2 separate regions of the Mus musculus genome follow, and region 2 is linked to region 1. A link is a contact called in public promoter capture Hi-C data. All regions are on one chromosome and are shown on one strand. The core of a region is the stretch at or near the end of the contact, and the rest is flanking DNA. Distances in the headings are between cores, read along the strand shown.

Region 1 (6,732 bases), core at 2,403-4,902:
CAGGCGAAACAACCATACATATAAAAATAATTTTTGTATTTTATTTCTCTACATCTCGTGTGTTGCCCCCTTCCTGTCCCCCTCACAGAATTCTTTCTCCTCCATCTCCCATTCCCTTTGCCTCTGAGAGGGTGCCCACTTGGGCATCCCTCATACCTGGAGCATCATGTCTCTACAGGATTAGGAGCATCTTCTCCCTATGAAGCCAGACAAGGCAGTCCTCAGCTACATATTCTCCAGGGGCCTTGGACTAGCCCATGTATGCTTTTTGGTTGGTGGCGTAGTCTCTGGGAGCTCCCAGAGTTCCAGGTGAGCTGACACACTTGGTCTTCTTATAGGGTTACCATCCCCTTCAGTTCTTTCAATTCTTCCCCTAACTCTTCCATAGGGGACCAGACCTCAGTCCAATGCCTGGCTGGAAGTATCTGCATCTGTCTCAGTCAGCTGATAAGTAGAGCCTCTCAGAAGACAGCCATGCTAGGCTCCTGTCTGCAAGCACAACATGGCATCAGTAGTAGTGTCAGAGTTTGGTGCCCACTCATGGGATGGATCCCAAGTTGGGCCAGTCACTGATTGGCTATTCATTCAGTCCCTGCTCCATTTCTTGGCCATTCAAGATTCCTCAGTTGAGAATTCTTTGTTTAGCTCTGTACACCATTTTAAAAATACATTTATTTGGTTCTCTGGAGTCTAGCTTCTTGAGTTCTTTGTACTTATTGGATATTAGTCTTGTATCAGATGTAGGATTGGTAAAAATCTTTTCCCAATCTGTAGGTTGCCATTTTGTACTGATGACAGTGTCCTTTGCCTTGCAGAAGTTTTTTAATTTTATGAGATCCCATTTGTCTATAGTTGATCTTAGAGTCTGGGTCATTGGTGTTCTGTTCAGGAAAATTTCCCCTGTGCCAATGTGTTTGTGGTTCTTTCCCAATTTCTCTTCTAATAGATTCAGTGTATCTGGGTGTTTGGTTGGTTGGTTGTTTTTTGTTTTGTTTTGTTTTGTTTTGTTTTTTTGTTTTTGTTTTTGTTTTTTTGAGACAGGGTTTCTCTGTATAGCCTTGGCTGTCCTGGAACTCACTCTGTAGACCAGGCTGGCCTCGAACTCAGAAATCTGCCTGCCTCTGCCTCCCAAGTGCTGGGATTAAGGGCATGTGCCAACACCCCCAGCAGTGTATCTGGTTTTATGTGTCTTTGATCTACTTGGACTTGAGCTTTGTACAAGGAGATACAAATGAATCAATTTGCATTTTTTTTACATGCCTACCACCATTTAAGCCAGCACCATTTGTTGAAAAGGGTATCTTTTTCTCCTTGGATGGTTTTAGTTCCTTTGTCAAAGATCAATTAACCATAGGTGTGTAGGTTCATTTCTGGGTCTTCAACTCTATTCCATTGATCTTCTTGCCTAGCTCTGTAGCAATATTATGAGGTTTTTATTACAATTGCTCTGTAGTAGAGCTTAAGGTCAGGGATGGTGATTTCTCTCAGATGTTCTCCTATTGTTTGGAATAGTTTTTTTTTTTCTATCCTGTGTTTTTTGTTGTTGTTGTTGTTGTTGTTGTTGTTCCAAGTGAATTTGAGAATTGCTCTATCTCTGTGAAGAATTGAGTTGGAATTTTGATGAGGCATTGCATTGAATCTGTTGATTGCTATTGGTGAGATAGCCATTTTTACTATGTTAATCCTGCCAATCCATGAGCATGGGAGGTCTTTCCATCTTCTGAGATGTTCTTCGATTTCTTTCTTCGGAGACTTGAAGTTCTTGTCATACAGATCTTTCCATTGAATGGTTAGAATCACACCAAGATATTTTATATTATTTGTGACTATTGTGAAGGGTGTCATTTTCCTAATGTCTTTTTTAGCCTGTTTATCCTTTGAGTAGAGGAAGGTTTACTGATTTGAGATAATTTTATATCCAGCAACTAACTTTGCTGAAGTTGTTTATCAGCTGAAGAATTATCTGGTGGAATTTTTGGGGTCACTTAAGTATACTATCATACTTAAGTATACTATCTTCTGCAAATAGTGATATTCTGACTTCTTGCTTTCAAATTTGTATCTCTTTAACCTCCTTTTGTTGCTCTGGCTAGAACTTCTAGTACTATATTGAATAGATAAGGAGAGAGTGGACAGTCTTGTCTAGTTCCTGATTTTACTGGGATTGCTTCAAGTTTCTCTCCATTTAGTTTGATGTCGGCTATTGGTTTGCTATATACTGCTTTTACTATGTTTAGGTATGGGCCTTGAATTCCTGATCTTTCCAAGACTTTTAACATGAACAGGTGTTGTATTTTCTTGAGTGCTTTTTCAGCATCTAATGAGATCATCATGTGTTTTTTTTTTCTTTGAGTTTTGTTTATATAGTGGATTACATTGATGGATTTTCACATGTTGAACCATCCCTGCATCCCTGGGATGAAGCCTACTTGATCATGGTGAGTTATTGTTTTGATGTGTTCTTGGACTCAGTTTGCAAGAATTTTATTGAGTATTTTTACATCAATATTCATAAGGGAAATTGGTCTAAAGTTCTCTTTCTTGTTGAGTCATTGTGTGGTTTTGGTATCAACATAACTGTGGCTTCATAGAATGAAGTAGGTAGTGTTCCTTCTGTTTCTATTTTGTGGAAGAGAATTGGTATTAGCTCCTCTTTGAAGGTCTGACAGAATTCTGCACTATTTATTCATTCATTCATTCATTCATTCACTCATTTTTATTTTAAACTAGACAGTTCTGGAAATGGCTAACTCTGGAGTGCTTGTTTTCGTTCCAGTTAGGTAAGGATTCTTTATCGTGTCACTGTAATATCCAAAATAAATTCAAGACTACCTAGTACCTTCCCCCTTCAAAAGGACTTTCCAAACTGTACTACCAGGCCAAGTACAGAGCCAGATAAAGAAGCTGGCTGGCTAAACAAATATAGAAACATAGTTTTAACGGTCAAAATGACTAAGCTTACAGCTGCCAGAACAAGATTAACAATGCCCCTGCCCTGCCTTACACTAAAAACCACAAGGACAGACAAAATGAGAGTCACCCTATACAAATCAACCAATGTCCAAAAAGGTTATTGGCTACACCAATTAAAATAAGCCAAACTACCCTGGTGCCTAGATCCGGCCCTTACAAAGGTAATAAAAAGTGTGTTCCTTTGTTCTGGATCTCTCCTCTGGCCTGGTGCTGAGAGGGTGTTCCCCAACATGTTGGACAAGTAAAATCCTCATGCGTTTTGCAACGATGGCGGTCTCTGTGGTCTTTGTAAGGGTCTTTTGACAACATACAACATCACAAGGGGCTCTGTGTATGGGTCAAGAGCACCAGTGGGAAGTTCCTTAACTCCATTTTTCTTTCTGGTGCCAAAGTCGCTAAACTGTACGGTCAGCTCAGGGAGTGCTGTATTGTTCTACCCTGCAGTGTAACATTGACCCTCCCCAAAACAGTTATGAGATAAGTGATCCAATCAAGACTGGGGTCAGGCAAAGCGGAAGAGCATCACCGCCATCTTTCTTTCTGGTGCTACCATAGTTGCGACTCTGTTCTCAGTTGAGTGCCAAACTGTTCAGCTTCAGGTTTCTCATGACCGTCAAACCCAGTATCAGAGTCAGGTCGCTGGAGGCCCGGAGAACAGAGCGGAAGTTCTTCACCCGCCATCTTTCTTCCTGGCAACGCCATTGTCACTGCTCTCTCAGTCCAGTCCGCTGAGGGAGTTTGGGGTCGCTGGACCTCAGGCCGCTCCACCCTGGAGCCGCGTGAGGCTGCTTGAGGTCCGGAGCTCAGCTATGGTGAGCATCGGGGATGCGGGGAATGCAGGCGAGTCCCTCGGTACGGGAACCACGGCAAAGACTGCAGCTGCGCGCGCGACTCCTGGACTGCGCGGCCAGCTGTGTTGGCGGTACGGGAGCCGCGCGGGGGCGATGTGCCGCTGCTTTGTTTTGCCTAGTAGAACCTGATTTCCCAGTCTTTCCGGTCCATGGGAAGCGGATTCTGGAATCCTTGAATGTCTTCTCCATCCAAATGCTTTTGTTGTTGCTGCTTGATTGACAATTGAAATCCCTCGGTTCCCAGGCCCGTCCCCACATTGCCAAACTCACTGGACCGGGCGATCCACAGGTCCCCGTGAGCAACATGGGGGTGCAAGGAGTGTGGCCATCTGTGATGCAGTTGGGCGGTTTGTAGGGATTCAACTTCTTTAATGCTGAGACATGACTTTATTTGAAAGGACTGTTAGAAATAGGGAGAAGGCCCGAGATAAAAAGTGTGAAACGTGTCAAGCGGTGGCTAGAAGAGAAGGGCTTTGCTTGGAGGGATATGTCAACAGTATTAAGGTACGGGTTTGATCGTGCTTAATAGTGTTTTGTCTTTTCTGAGCAGCCAGTCATTTTCAGGCAACAAGTGAACAATTTGTGAATTGGTTTTTCTCTAGGATCAGAGTCTAGTTTCAAACATCATGTAGAAATCCAGCATTAACACCATTATTTTATTGGTGCTTTCTCTGGTATATATTTTTGGCACCTTTGTTGAGAATCAGTTGGCTGAACGTATGGGCTTATTTTTATTTTCTCTTTTCCAATGGACTGTACATCAATATTTATGACACTACTCTGTCGGGTTTTGCTTCGTTCTGTTCTGTTCTGTTCTGTTCTGTTCTGTTCTGTTTATTTTCATTACAGATCTGCACAGTGTGCTCTTTTTTTGCTGAGGATATCTTGGGCTCCCCCCGGGTCTGTTGCACTGTCATAGCAATTTTAAGAACTGTTGCTAGTTGTGTGTAAAATGTGATTATTTAATGGAAATTTCATTGAATCTGAATTACAACTTTGAATTATTTTAGCAATATTGATTCTCCTAATCCATGATCATGGTAGTCTTTTCTAGTGTCGTGTTTAATTTCTTTATTTTTTTTAATTGAAAAAAAATTCACACAATATATTCTGATTACACTTTTCCTCTCCCCAACTCCTCCCCAATCTCTCCACCTCTCTGCCCACCCAACTCCAAATCCTCTCTTTCTTTCTCTTTATTTTTTTCTTCAGTGACCTAAAGCTGCCTTTGTAGAACATTTTCTCATCATCATTTAATTTGGGCATTTTAGTTTATGTGTATAGGCATTATGACTTTCTAACAGTGTATCTCTGAGATAGTTCATTACTTGCTGAGAGAAAATATACTGGCATTGTGTGTTGATTTTGTACCCTTGCTAAATACTTTATAATATAAGCCTTTTTGGTGTAATCTTTTGGACTCTCCTTAGTTTTCTCAGATATGTGTTACTTTTGTTTGTTTGGTTGGTTGGTTGGTTGGTTGGTTGGTTTTTTCGAGACAGGGTTTCTCTCTATAGCCCTGGCTGTCCTAGAACTCACTTTGTAGACCAGGCTGGCCTCGAACTCAGAAATCTGCCTGCCTCTGCCTCCTGAATGCTGGGATTAAAAGTGTGCGCCACCACACCCGGTTTATACCTTTTTTGTTTGTTTGTTTGTTTGTTTGTTTGTTTGTTTGTTACTTTTTACACAGACAGTATAACTGTGTACGCCTGGCTGACCTGGAACTCTTAACCCTGCTTTCTTAGCCTCCCACATACTGGGACTCCTGGTGTACACTACAGTAACAGGTTTGGGTTTTCCTCTTTATGTATTGAAACAAAGATGGTTTGACTTCCTCCTTTCTGATTTATATACCTGTTATTGCCTTTGCTTGCATAATTCTCTGGCTAATAGTTTAATATTATATTCAAGAAGAGTAGTGAATAGTCACTTAGTGGGTTTTGGTTTTTTTATGGTTTTTGAGACAATGCATTCAGGTTTTGCCCCCTTCATTTAGAATGTTATTACTAATGTGTGTCTGTCATACAGACCTTTACTATGTTAATGTATGATTCTTCTGTGCCTACTAGATTCTGAGCTCTTATCATGACATGGTGTTTAATATTATCAAAGACTGTCTTGCATCTGAGGTCAGTTATGCGATTTTGAATTCTTGATTTTTGCCTTTTCCATTTCAGTATATAATTTGATTTCTATTCATGGGAAAGGGAAAAATGTGAGCATGTTTCCAAGTAAAGATTTCCTTTCGTTTATTTCTATTATCATATATACATTCTACAGAGCAGTTTATTGTCATATATACATTCTACAGAGCTGTTTATTATCATATATACATTTTACAGAGCAGTTTGGCTACATTTTTGTTTTCCTCTAATAGTTTCACAGTACAAGCCTTCTAAGTACCCATCACTGGTGTGTGCCACCATGGCCAACTTTGTATGTGAGCACTAGGGATCAGAAATTAGTTTTTTATGTTTAGGTGGCGAGCAGGATAAAAACTAAGCTGTCTTCCTGGACTTAGATTTCTTAATAGTTTTTCCAAATTAAGTATTTTGCAAGTTGACTATTTTTGATCTTGTACAATGCAAGAAAGCATTTCAGAGTGTTTTTTGGTTGGGGGGGGTGTGTTTGGTTGGTTGCTCTGTTAGTTGGCTTTTTAAAATGTATTTTGATTTACTAATGCCTTATCACCTAGTAGGTGATGTATTTTGGAGAAGCTTTCATCTGATGCTGAGAAGAGCATGTGTTCTGCACTTGTTTGATAGAGTAAAAGGAGTAAAAGGCTGTTAGGTGCATGATCTATGATGCAGTTTAACTCTGAAGTTCCTCAGTTGATCTGTCTGTCTGTCTGTCTCTATTTCTGGGTGATCTATTTGTGATATCAGGGTAATGAAGCCACATAACGTTA
Region 2 (6,732 bases), core at 1,882-4,381, 210 kb before region 1:
CTGCCCAGGGCTGTTTGTACCAGGAAGCAATTTGAGCTGCTTCCTCCCAGTTCCGGAAGTTGAAATAAGACAGAGGAAGCAGGCCTTTCCTTGTGCTTCCAGCATCAGTACAGCGATGGCTGCTGCCTGCATTGGCAATGGGAATTACACCAAGGAGACATCATATCACCAGTGTCTGCTGGAGAGATGGGGCTAAAGAGGGCAAAGGGAATCCTGTAGTGAGGGGCTCGGAGGTGGCTCAGGGGTGGAGCTCCTGCCGAGCTGTGCTAGGCACTGGGCTTACTGCCCCTCACCCACTGCATTGGTAGTGAATACCTTTAGTCCCAGCAGGCAGAGGCAGGAGGATCTCTATGACTGTGTGGCCAGCCTGGCCTATAGAGTGAATTCCAGGACAGCCAGGGCTACACAAAGAAACCCTGTTCCCAAAAAAAACAAAGACAAACAAAAACCAAAACTCAAAAAGCATAAAAAGCCATGGGTGTGTGCCCAGAGACCCAATGACTAATTCCTGAATATTTGAATAGTTCCTAAGCCCCCAAGACTCACAGCTGCTGTGCTATCTTGTCCAAGAAGCAAAAAATAAACAGTTTGAGAACTGCTCACAAAACCTTCTTCCTGGGTGCTAGGCTGGAAAAGGGCCATGACCCATGTCATAGACAATATTGCCCTGAAAAACACAGTTCCCAGACACTGGCTACACAATTAATTATTGACCAGTTAATATTGCTGAATTCGGTCATTAATTACAACAAACTAACCAAATGTTAATGAGCCACAGAACATAAGAAAATGTTGCTTCTTCTGCCGGGAGTGGTGGCGCATGCCTTTAATCCCAGCACTTGGGAGGCAGAGGCAGGCGGATTTCTGAGTTTGAGACCAGCCTGGTCTACAGAGATAGTTCCAGGACAGCCAAGGCTACACAGAGAAACTCTGTCTCGAAAAAAACCACACACACACACACACACACACACACACACAAAACCACAAAAAAAAGAAAGAAAAGAAAAGAAAATGTTGCTTCTTAATGAGACGTTGCGTATTAATTATTCACTGCATATTGATGAGCCATTGCATAGGAAGGACACATTGGATACTGAAGAGGCACTGGCTAATCAATGTGTCAAAGTTGAACTGGATGCCTCATCAGTCGACATGCACGCACAGGTCGATGGCCAATGACCTGACTTTTGGCTCACAGACCGAGGTTCATAGCGCTGCTGCTGTGACTATTAATGAACTTCATCGGAATATTAATGACTTTAGCTAAATATTAATGAGATTCATCTTGATATTAATGACCCATAGAATGCTCATTACTATGTGTGGTTCAAACACTGAGTCTTAATGATGGGCTTGGTTATTTCTTTATGAATATTCATGAGCCCTGGCTCCCCCTGCCCTGGGTGGAAACGGTCTTGTGCCCTTGGCCCTGACTTGGCAGCGGCCTTCAGAAGGCTACTGAGGTAGAGGAATGACACGTGCTCAAAGAGGCATCAGGGTGGATACTGACACGCTCAGACGTTCTGGATCATTCTCCCAGAGTGAGGGATGCGGAGGATGCTGGGTGCTTCAGGGACAGTTCCTTCTGTGCGTCCCAGCTGGACGTGGGGTCCCCAGGTTGGTGTTTGTCCCTGTGACCCTGAGCCCGGGGTCACCCAGCGCTTAGCTGGGTAGGACGAGCTGATCAACTGACCCCATGGCAGCTCCGTTCAGGTTTGTACTAGCTCCTTAACCCTGGGCAATTTTCTTTTTACGAGGAACTTGGAATTTTACCGACAAAAAGAGAGTTCCTATAAAGATAAAGCTTCGGAGGCCCAGGTCTTGATGGCCCTGCTTTCACACCCCAGCTTTCCGGAGGTAACGCCCTGCCTTCACACAGCTTCTCCGAGGCTACACAGCGTCCCCCAGCCCCCCACCCCCAACCGGGAAAGAAAGCCCAGCCCGGCCCACTTCCCAGACAAGGAAACGGAGGCTGGGAAGGTGCTGGCCATTTCCTTGCCCTTCCAATTAGCAGAGCAGCCTCATAGGCCTGGCGTCTGGGGTCACCCTAGATCCCTACCCTCTAAGCGGGTCCCATTCTCTCGTCCCTCTTCCGGTGACGTTTACACCAGGATTACAATAACCTCTTTAATTTTTACAATCAAGATAAAATGTCACAGACACAAGATCCCTGTAATCAAGAGTAAAGTAAACACGCCGGCCCCAGCCCCACCCTTGCTGGGCTGTTAGCGCCTCCTGAGGGGACCCGAGGCAGGGGATCAGCTTAGCACAGGGACTTGGACCAGGCACCCACTTCTGCCTCCAGCGCCCCTCCACGCAGGACAGGGAACAAAAGTCCGCGGGGTTCCAGACCTCGGAGGGGGCAGCAGAGTAGTCTCCTGGGGCCCCTACAGGATCTTCGCAATCTCAGCTATTGAGGGGAAACGCCACGCCCAGGGGAAGGGATCCGGCCTGGGCTGGCTGCGCAAACACTGACCAGATGGGCACCAACTAATGTCCCCTAAGCGGCCGCACCTTCTCCTCCTGACTCCACAGAGTGTGACAGGCCAGGATGAGAAAGTGAAAGTGGGGACCCGAGACCAAGCACTCAGGAGGAAGGTAGACTGTTCAAAGACAGTCTCAGAAAAAAAAGGAGAAAAAAGAAAAGAATGGGAAATTTACCCCAAAGCGTCAGAACCTCGGTTAGCAATACAGACTATCAATTTAACTATGCTGCCACCACCACGCCTCGCAGTTTACTTCACCACAGCCTAACTCCCATACAGGGAAAGTTTCACAAACTCGAACAGGGGAAACCGAGTCAGAGCCGAGGCCACCCGGCTGTGCAGACACTGGGGAAAACGCGGGCTTCTGATCCTGGAAAGTAGCGGGGCTACTTCGCGGCGTCTAAGAGACCCGGAGCCCAGGAGTATGGCCGGGGCTGCGGAGCATCTTCAGCACGGTGCAGCTAGAAAGCGCCACAGATTTCAACTTCGCACCACCCCACCCGAGACCCTGGCACTCACTGCGATCGCGGGCTCCAGACAACCCCGGAGGCCACACTGTTTACCTGGGCGACCGCCTTGAGCTGGCTCTTGGCTACTCGCCTTCCTCCGCTTCTTCCCTGTTCTCCCTTTCCCGCTCCTCCCTCCAGTGAGTCGAGCTTCCTAGTAGCCAAGGAGAAAGTCTCCCTCCTTCCGCCCTCACCCCCCCCCCCCCCCCGTCTAGTTCCTTTCCCTTGCCCCTCCCCGTCCTGTTCTTCACTGTGGTCATGTTCTTCCCCACCTGTCTTTCTACCTGGACTTTGGCCCTTCCCCTCCCTCTAGGCGCCACCCTGCGTCCAGATTTACCCGAGAAGGTCCACGTCTCCACCCTCCTTCCCTCTTTCTTGGCCATGCCCATTCACTTTTATCCCTAACCCCCACCTCCTCCAGTGGACCTCTATTCCCAACCTGACCTCTTCCTCCTCCAGTCCTACCCCTCCCCTGGGAGTCTAACTCCCTCCAACCCCTCCTTCATTTAGAGCCCCATCTTCCTCTTCCACGCCACGAGAGGGAGCAGGAGCTCCCCTGTCCTGAGCAAGTCTGTCTGTCTGTCCCCTACTGCAGCGCCTCTCCCACAGCTCAGCCCAGGCTTCAACCTCCGCCCTCCTTCCTCATTTCAGCCCCTGCTGTAGCCTCTTGCCTCCCTCCCAGCCCCCCAGCTCAGCCAATGCTGCAGCTGCCCCCCCTCCTCCCTCTTCTCCTGAGGAAACATTCAGCCTGGAGGAGAGTGAGCTCAGAGACTTAGAAGATCCCAGGACCTTAAAACCTGTTGGTAGGCCCTCCAACTCCTAAATGCCAGGATCAGGTGTAAATCTCCTAGGAGCGTCCCCAACCACGCCCTTCCTCAGAAGTTACCTCAAAAACTTGGTGGTCTTAACTCTGAGTCCCAGGCCCTAGTAGCCTGCTGGAGGGAGAAGTAAGCTCCTAAACCGGAAACTGAGTCCTCCTGACACTGGCTCCCTGGACCAGTACACAGTGGGCAGAGCTCCAGGATTGTCCCTTGACGTGGTAATCCTTCCCTGAGTGCACCCAGAGGTCACAGCAGCCCTATTCACGGGCACTGGGATATTAGTGAACCATAAAAATGATTGAAGAGGCCCTGCTGTTGAGTGACAGCAGCTAGTACAAACGTCCCACCTGTGTCACACGGCAGAAAAATCCACAGACAAGGAGCAGGTCAGGGGCGGGAGGGATGATCTTGTGGGGGCAACCATGTTCTGGCAATGCAGCAGGTAAGGCTGCCGGGGGCCATGTTAACTGCCACTCACTCCAGCTCCCTGCCACAGAAAACACCTCTTCTGGCTCCTGCTCAGAATGCAGGTGACTCAGCCTGGACCTGCCTGACAAATGTTCACTCACTGCATAGTTGAGGTTTTGGAGTCACTTCGGTGAAAACGGCAATGGCATTATAAACAGGCAAGGACACCCCACCCAAGGCTCTGCCCCAGCTGCTGGGACTCACCCTCCTGAGATAAGCACCTATCTCCCTGGCTCTGGGAGGCCTGGTGAGGGAAGCCAGGCCAGAGAAAAAGGACTCCTGTGTTTTCAAAGCTGCCCTGCCTTCCTGTACCCCAAGGAGAGCAAATTAAAGCCACCAGGAGGTGCCATGTTCTCAGCACTTATCAGATGGGCCAGTGTCTTAGTTAGGGTTTTACTGCTGTGAACAGACATCATGATCAAGGCAAGTCTTATAAGGACAACATTTAATTGGGGCAGGCTTACAGGTTCAGAGGTTCAGTCCATTACCATCAAGGTGGGAGCATGGCAGCAGCATCCAGGCAGGCATGGTGCAGGAGGAGCTGAGAGTTCTGCATCTTCATCTGAAGGCTGTTAGGAGAACACTGACTTCCAGGCAGCTAGGACAAGGGTCTTAAAGCCTAGGCCCACAGTGACACACCCACTCCAACAAGGCCACACCTCCTAATACTGCCACTCCCTGGGCTAAGCATATACAAACCATCACATTCCACTCCATGGCCCCCATAGACTTGTTCAAATACATGAGTCTTTGGGGGCCATATCTAGTCATAGCATAATAAAAAAGTACAATAAATTCAACTTTCAAGATCCCTGTAGTCTATAGCAGTTTCAACAATGCTAAAAGTTCAAAGTTTAGTTTCTTCTGACATTTATCCAATCACTTAACTGTAATCCCCAAAGCAAGATAGGAAACCAGGTGGGCAAGCTCCAAACTCTGCATCTCCATGTCTGATGTCAAAGCAGTCTTCAGATTTCCAACTCCTATTCATTTTTTTTTAAGAGTCATAGACATTTTACTGGTTTGTTTCAGACATCCTGGAGATTTAAAAAAGTGTCCATGGAGCCATGGATGCTGGTGGCAGGAGGCAGCAGAGGGGCATGAAGACGAGGAAGACTTGTTTACAAGTTCAGAGCAAACCCCCTCCTGGATCTAAAATAAAGGCATCTTTAAACAAAAACCCAAAGTCTCTGCTTGGAGCAGATGCAGGTCACAGTCGGCATGGTGCACGGACCGCATGGTGCACGCACCATCACTGCTGCATGTTGTTGATCATGGCCAAGATGCTCATCTTCTCCTGGGCACAGTCCACATCCTCATTCTGCTTCTGGGCCACCCCTGTGCCCAGGCCATAGAGGCGCCCACAATACTTGGCATCGTCAATACTGTCCTCAAAGAATAGCTCTTTCATCCTGAAGAAAGCCATCCCTGTCAGCAGAGAGTCTGAGCCTGCTTGATGCTGCCTTCCAATCCTCTGCAGATCCAACTGATCAGCCACCTCCTGAAGGCCTCCCTTCAGATTTTGCAGCTCTTCATCAGGTATTTCACATTGTAAATGGACGGGAAGAAAAGATTCAGGATGTGAAAGAACTCGTGTTCTTCTTCCGGCAGTCGAGAGTCTGTTAGCAGCTTTACCATGTAGCCAAAATCATAACCACTGTGAAATGAAAGCCACTTGACGTTGTCACAGAGAACCACTCCCGATGTCATAAGCAGCTCTGCAAAGTGCAGTGTATCAATCCCTTTCTCCTCGTGTTTCTGGAACTGCAGCCTTGAGTTTGCAAGCAGATCTATGGAATCCTGGGAGTACATATCCTCAGTCAGGTTGAACTTGAAGTTGAACTGCCACGTGTTGATTCCAGATGGGTACTCCCCCTTCTCGTTGGTGAACGTAAGGCCCAGCTGGATGATTTTAAGAAGGTCAACATTGCACCGCAGAAGCTGATACTGGTAATCTATGGAGCTTTGAAATTCACCGATCGGCCATACAACAACACCTGGGAACTCTGTGTCCCTGGCTGGCAGCCCCCGCCGAGTGCGGGGCACGGCAGCGGCCCTTGACTCCTCCCTCTCCTCCCTCTTGCCCCCCTCCTTTTCATTTTTGTTGACTGCAACAAACTTCTTTTCCTGGGCTGGTCTCACTCCCTGTTAGCAGCTTTCCTCAGCAGATAGCCCACGGCTCTGGCACCTCAAACATCTTAGCAGCTTCAATGTCACAACTTCTTGTTTCAGTGTCTTGAGATCCACACATGATCTTCTGGGCTCCTCCAAAGGGCTTGGGTCACATCTTCAGCTTTGCCCTTTGTAGCACTCTAAGCTCAGGTTGATCCACTCCACTACCACTGCTGTTCTTGGTGATCATCTTATGGTACTGACATCTCCAATACACCGGGGTCTTCCGCTGCAACTAGGCTTCACCAATAGCCTCTCATAGGCTCTCTTCATGGTACC

Evidence for each region. Promoter capture Hi-C pulls out the DNA fragments that hold promoters and counts their contacts.
Region 2: a promoter capture Hi-C map of epiblast stem cells shows a contact between it and region 1, with 4 times the contacts expected there. The contact joins the promoter of B3gnt3 here to the promoter of Zfp882 in region 1. A contact is called at or near these places in 10 of 39 promoter capture datasets (the C10 cell line, the HPC-7 cell line, epiblast stem cells and 7 more), 1 of 15 datasets of contacts at CTCF or cohesin (embryonic stem cells), 10 of 484 Hi-C or Micro-C datasets (the AtT-20 cell line, bone marrow-derived macrophages, cerebral cortex and 5 more), 10 of 115 datasets of contacts at active chromatin or transcription factors (the SCID.adh cell line, bone marrow-derived dendritic cells, bone marrow-derived macrophages and 4 more) and 4 of 9 other capture datasets (adipose tissue, liver, macrophages and 1 more).

Annotation. Positions count from the first base shown.
Region 1 is chr8:71,904,954-71,911,685 of GRCm38.p6, forward strand. It overlaps Zfp882 (zinc finger protein 882), which reads left to right and starts at 3,653. Exons shown (of 3, transcript NM_001166645.1): 1 at 3,653-3,785. The coding sequence starts at 3,783.
Region 2 is chr8:71,698,669-71,705,400 of GRCm38.p6, forward strand. B3gnt3 (UDP-GlcNAc:betaGal beta-1,3-N-acetylglucosaminyltransferase 3) reads right to left here and starts at 3,132. Exons shown (of 3, transcript NM_028189.3): 1 at 3,050-3,132. It also overlaps the pseudogene Gm18860.